2 separate regions of the Gasterosteus aculeatus genome follow, and region 2 is linked to region 1. The links are chromatin contacts, called in public Hi-C maps. All regions are on one chromosome and are shown on one strand. Each heading gives the region's core, a stretch centred on a gene start, on an enhancer-like site or on the middle of the called end of the contact. The rest is flanking DNA. Distances are from core to core; before and after follow the strand shown. Region 1 overlaps arhgef28a (Rho guanine nucleotide exchange factor (GEF) 28a). Region 2 holds the start of hexb (hexosaminidase B (beta polypeptide)).

Evidence for each region. A called contact is a pair of places that touch in the nucleus more often than the background predicts.
Region 2: a Hi-C map of liver shows a contact between it and region 1, with 4 times the contacts expected there. The contact joins the promoter of hexb here to the enhancer-like site in region 1. A contact is called at or near these places in 6 of 6 Hi-C or Micro-C datasets (blood and trunk muscle, liver, skeletal muscle and 2 more).

Annotation. Positions count from the first base shown.
Region 1 is chr14:3,101,498-3,104,649 of fGasAcu3.hap1.1, forward strand. arhgef28a (Rho guanine nucleotide exchange factor (GEF) 28a) reads left to right here. Exons shown (of 34, transcript XM_078088912.1): 29 at 87-278; 30 at 825-1,054; 31 at 1,566-1,613; 32 at 2,210-2,728. Among protein-coding and RNA genes, the nearest start is that of arhgef28a, 22 kb to the left of the region's middle. Within about 2 kb of position 1,669, at least 3 of the 9 cell types and tissues checked have open chromatin away from gene starts, as enhancers often do. A contact at or near this core is called in liver, where this site is marked.
Region 2 is chr14:3,174,648-3,177,799 of fGasAcu3.hap1.1, forward strand. hexb (hexosaminidase B (beta polypeptide)) reads left to right here and starts at 1,609. Exons shown (of 14, transcript XM_040197300.2): 1 at 1,609-1,944; 2 at 2,037-2,188; 3 at 2,613-2,678; 4 at 2,907-2,953; 5 at 3,035-3,145. The coding sequence starts at 1,676.

The DNA of each region.
Region 1 (3,152 bases), core at 419-2,918:
GGCCTCTTTGCATCCTGCACCCCGCCCGAGTTAACGTCCCGCAATGCTCCACACTCTGTGAAACCCGATGAACTCGCCCCCGTCAGAGAGTCTGCTGAGCCAGGACCAGCGCATCTGCTCCAGCCTGGAGGAGAAGCTGCAGGTCTACGCGGCGCTCGGCGCTCTGAGTGGGAGGACGGACACGGCAGCGGCGCAGGTCGAACCGCGGCTGCTCGTCCAGCCGAACTCCGAGGAGCCGCCCCAGGGCGGCGTCCTGCTTTCTGCCGCTCTGCGAGAGGGTGAGTGGTGGTACGCGTACTTTCATGTAACATGCTTCAACCTGCAGGACCAGATTCACATGCAATTCATTTAATAAACATTTAAAGTGTTTATTAATATAAAATATTTGGGAACTTATGATAAATCGTCATTCATCATGCAGAATCCATGCATACATTAATAGATACCGAATCACATTATGTTTTAAACCAAGTGTATAAATATTTATGTACTTAGTGTTTTAATCAAGAAGTAGTACATATTGTATTAAGGTCAGGTTTATTTCATTGCAACCTTTAAATGCCATCTTTGATATTTCTCTCGTATAATGTAACAAATGAGTCACACCTTCTGTTCCAGGATCTTATTATAAGTTTTATAAGTTTATGTTTTTTTTTGTCTACATAAATAAATTCAGGGCCGTGACCGGAACATATGAAGAACAGAAGGACTTGTTTTGTCTCTGAGAACCAACGAAATCCTGCTTTTAGTTTTTCTCCCAGCCGGAGCTCTCGGGGTGTGAAGTCTCTGCGTTTCACACTCTGCCGTTTCCTTTCGTTCCCCAGCCGAGACCCTGAAGGCCGCGCTGTCGCCTGGGGCCCGCTCTCCATCGAGTCCCAGCCCGGACTCCGACGACGCCGACTCCGTGTTCCCCGTCAGCCCGGCGCCGCCCCCCTCGGACCGCGAGGGCTCGCCTGTAACCCCGGAGGCCGGGCAGGGGGGCTGGACTGAGGCCCTCGGGCTCCGCTCCCCTTCTCTCCTGCACCAAACCCACAGGAACGGCATCGACTCCGAGGTACAGCACACTTAAATATTGATGCAGGTGTGATGGGATGCCTGTAGTTGCCATGGGGGGGACGGCAGCGTTAAAGGTCATTATAGTCTGTTAGTTTCTTGCCGACGGTGGTTTCAATAATTCAATACAGTCTGTTACAATTACATTTCAGTCTCAATGTAATGAATCATTGATGAGCTCATAAAAGAGGAAGGAGTCCATCTTGTTTCCAAAGGAATTGCGCCATTAAAAATGGATACGGAGACTTATTCCAATTACCGCGCAGAGGTTTTGTGACCTACGAGGTGAATTTTATTTTCCACTCCGGTGGGCTATTTTGTCGCTAAAAAATAGCGGTAGAGCACAATGTGGCCTCAAGGAGGCGCAAATGTTCTGTATGTTTTTCCCCCCTAAACCTTTAGACTGTGAGTAGATTGTGAAGTGGACATTGTTAAGCAGAAAAATGTCATGCATCAAAATCCCAGCAGGCTCATTAATCCGCTCGCCGTGTTGTGGTTTTGTCTGTTAACAGGTTGCTCAAAGTGTCCAAAGCCTGACCCGGTTACTCTACAGTCTGCAGGTAAGTGCATTATTCAATACACGGCTCACCACCTGCTACTTCTCATCCCGCCCGCAGCCCTCACACGTATTAAACAAACGCACCTCTTGCATACTGGGCGCTTTGTTGTGGAGATAACGGCTTTAATGTGGCTCCGGCAAACGGGGAACCAGCGCTCTGCAGGGAGCGAGCTGCAGGAACCAGAATCCTGCTGATCTTTGTTCTGCTGGAAGATGTACACGAGTCCTTTGTTTCATCGCACAAACACACACACACACACTGCTGTTAAGTATAAAATGCAAAGTTGTGCATGCACGTCGTGTGTGTGTATTTGCATGAGGGGATGTGTGGGGGCTCTCTCGTCCGTCTATGTGCATTTGGTGAGGTTTTTATTTCAATGATATTTTCGTATTCAAAGTTCCGAATGCATTCTTGTGTTATGAGCCTGGAAACCGCGGTTTTACCCGCGGAGGGGGGGGGGGGGGTCATTTGACCGTGTGTAGGCCTGGCGAGGGTCTGATCCAATTCAAATCGCCTTCTCGTATTCCCTGTTGTGGTGGTGTTTTTTTTTGCATTTTCATCAAGCATTCACATCGGGGTTTTTTTCCGGGTTGCAGGCCACCGTCGCCATCCAGGACAGCTGCTGCGAGGTCCAGAGGCTCCTCCTCCGAGAGAGCGGCCGCCCATCCCCCCGCGCCCACCGGCCGCACCTCCCCAGCATGCGGGGCAACACCCTGCAGGAGCAGGAGAAGCAGCGCAACCTGGAGAAGCGCAAGGAGGAGGTGGCGGCGGCGCAGCGGCTCAAGGGCCGACTCCGCCAGGAGAAGGAGCGCTGGGAGCGCGAGTGCCAGGCCCGGGAGAGCCAGCAGGGGGAGCAGGAGAGCAGGCTGGAGGAGCGGGAGCGGCAGTGCCACCTGGAGACGGAGAGGCTGAGGCGAGAGCGCCAGGAGCTGGACGAGCAGCTGGAGGAGTACCAGCAGAGCCTGGAGCGGCTCCGGGAGGGCCAGAGGAACGTGGAGAGGGAGCGCGAGCGCCTGGAGAACCAGCGGGAGCTGCTCCAGGCGTGGCGGCGCTGCCGGCAGAGGAGTCTGCCCAACGTGATTCCTCACATGGTCATCCCTCTAGATGGGCGTCAGGTATGCGCGCTGTATTTCTGGGCCGGAGGTCAGTAATGAGAAGCTTCTTCTCAGGCGGTTCACTCGCTGGCACGCGGCGAACCCAACCCGCTGTTGATGGACGACCTGCGATAACGAGCGCAATCGCAGGCGTCGTTTGTCTCGGTGCTCCAGCAGCGCCGCTCGCCGATAAACATCCTAATGATTGATGATAATTAAACCATTGCAAATAAAAAGCCTCCGACAAAATAATTAAAACCAGAGGCACGCGGCTCAAGAAAGCAATCCGTTGCGTTGGGAGGGACTTCAATTATCGACACTCTGTTGGAAAAGCACTCGGGTGAAGTGTGTGTCCCCCCCCCCCCCCGGAGCCGCGAGGAGGATAAAGGGAGCACTGTTCTCTCTGCCCTTTAAGTCTCACCGCACCTCACAAGGACGAGCAGCA
Region 2 (3,152 bases), core at 359-2,858, 73 kb after region 1:
CAATAATTAGCCTGTTACTGTATCTTCATATCCAGCAAATTACAGCACAGTGTTCCGAAGTGTATTATGGAGAAAAGGTTATTATGGCATGTTGTGTTTCACATCCGTACGTGACCTGAGAGACATCTAGTGGACGAAATGTTCCTGCAACAAGTGCCAAAGACTGAAAGCTGGGACTGGGGAATAATTCATTTAATTATTAACCTTGTCTTTTGGTTAACATTGATTTTACTTCCTCGTGGTTGTTGAGCTCACACAGGCCCCCCTGCGGTTTGTGTAAAAATAACATCTGCCTAATCAATCTTTGCTTTAATATATTTTTCTGACCTTATGAAAACCCCTCCCACTGCCAAAAAACTGGGCTTATAAAATGTAAGTTGATTCTTTTTGCCAAGATTGATCCAGTTACAATTAAATGTATGTTGTGCTACACAACAGAGTTATTAATGTTTGGGGTAAGTTATAACTGTGGTCTATATCACTTTTAGACCTCTAATAGACAAGCTTAGAAATTAAATAAGAGATATCCTTGTTGATGTATTTTCAATATTGTCCTTTTTCATTTATTAATCAATTTACGTTGCTATTGTAGCGGTTGTACTCTACACTATCAAAAAATAAAATGGCCAGAAAGTGATTCCTGTTGAAAAAAAATCAACAGCGTGTTCAATTGTCTCATAGATACAGACTGTTAATACATTAATGATATAGTGGTGTGCAGATAAACATCTTTATTTTAATAAATATGACAAGAGGGACACCTAGTGGTCGAAATATTCCTGGGAGTAAAGTAGATTATCTGAGAATGAACAGCAATAGGAAAGGTAAAAAAAATAATATTAAAAAAAACTATGAAAAAAGAACAAAAAAAACTAACATAAGTATGTTAGGTCCAAAAAGGTTTTGAAATATTAGGTGAGAAAATGTTATGGAAAAGAAGTTCAAAAACTGTTTTGAAAAAATATTCAAATAAATGATGTGAATACTTGTTACAAAAATATTGGGTCCAAAAGTATTTTTTAAAAGTCTAAATATGTACTAAATATCCTGGAAAACAAAACAAAAAAGAATGTATTGAAAAACGTTAGGTCAAAAACGTGATTAAAAAACTTTTTGTTGAATATTTTGGTTTTATAAATATTTTGTTAAAACATGCCATGCAAAGAAAGGAAAAAAAACATTGTTAATAAATGTTTTGAAAAAGAAATACGTTGAAGATATTTTTGAAAAAAAATGTCATGGAAAAAAGCTAAAAAGAAAAATTTAATCAAAACGTAATTTGAAAACAAACCTAAATATGTTTGCTCGAAATATAGGGGGAAAAAATCAAGAAGAAAAAGAGGTCGAAAACTAAAGTTGAAAACAAAGTAGAAAACATATTAGGTCAACATGAGAAATAATGTTTAGAATTTAAAAGGAAAGGTTTCCAGCTACTAGTTGCACAAATTAAGAGATACATCTTTTTTTCGCGTCCCCGTTATTTTCTAATGAAAATGTCGATAAGCGTCCTCGTTATTTTCTAATGAAAATGTCTACAAGGCGGTCGGGGTTGTGCTTCCCCTTTAAATCTTAAATCTGCACTTCCGCACAACACCGAAGCCCCGCCCAGTTCCCCGCACATAAAGCTACACTGTTGCCCGTTGGGTCTCGTGACACTTCCGTGCGGCCCGCCAGCATGACCGCCCCTCTGCAGCTCGCGCTTCTGCTGCTGACCCTCGGCTTCTCGCGGGGGCTGCAGCCCGGCCCCCGGGACGACTACGAGGAGTCGGCCGAGACGGAGCGCGTCTTTGCGGCTTCGAAGTACGGCTCCCTGTGGCCCCTGCCGCAGAAGGTGAAAATCTCCGACGTTTCGTTCAAATTAACCGGCGTCACTTTCCGAATAACCGACGCCAAAGGCTCGAGCTCGGGGGCGAGCTGCAGCCTCCTGCAGAACGCGTACAGGAGGTGAGGAAAGCTTCCCGTTTACTATAAAAGCGCCGCGGTGCGTTCAGGGGCACCTGTAACCGCCGCGCCCCTTTCCCCGTCTCACTCCGCAGGTATTACGAGTACATATTTGGGGGCTCCAGAGTGCAGCATGGGGCTGAAGGCAGGCGAGCGGGGCCCTCGGTGCTGACGGAGCTGCAGGTGTTGATCGTATCAGCTGACTCGGAATGTGAGCGCTTCCCCGCTGTCACGTCGGACGAGTCATGTGAGTTCCGCCGCTTCCTCATTGATGGTGTTGCAACGTGACAAAGTACAGTTGTTGTTCTTCCTTTCTAGGGGGGGGGGGGGTCATTTGTGTTCTACATTTTAGTTTCTGTTACAGTGAAAGTTATTGACACAAAAATATTATGCACTTATACCAGTTGCTACGTAAGTGAATGCAACATTTTACTTGTAACCGCCTCATTTAAATGATGTGTACCTTACAACCAGGGAGGCTGTGGACCTCTGATTTACCGGTGGTTAGAGATTACCTGGTACTGGGATTAACAGTCCGTGTAGACCTAATGTTTAAAGCCCCCCTTCACCCACCTGAGTACTTAAGACCTTGCCTTAAGTGTCCTAATGACCCCCTGCCGAGCTTTGACTACACTGTGTAACAATGAAATGCACAACCGCTGTGTCTGCAGATGAGCTGACTGTGGATCAGCCGTATGCTGTCCTGAAAGCACCAAAGGTCTGGGGAGCCCTGCGCGGTAGGACTGATCACAAACTCTGCATTAAAGCTGCATTGAATGATTTCCTCTTTCAATTAATCAGAAAAGCTTGAAGGCCTAGTTCAATATTTTGTTTTAACAGACTTTAGTGTTTTTGATCTTTTTGTCACACACTCAATTAAGTATTTTCCCCAAAATGCAAAGCTGGTTTATTAATTTGCTCAACTGTAGCTCTCTATATGATTATCTGTTTTTGGTGTCTTTCAGGTCTGGAGACTTTCAGCCAGTTGGTGTATGAAGATGAATATGGAGCCGTTAGTGAAACAACTTTAAATTCTTCACTTTTCCATCAATGATGAACTTGAGGCTGATTTTCATACTTTTGTTAATTACAGAAAAGCATCAATTCAACAACAATCAGCGACTTCCCCAGATTTGCGCATAGAGGCATCCTGCTGGACACCTCTCGGCATTTTCTGCCCATCAAAGTCATCTTGGCTAATCTGGTACGTC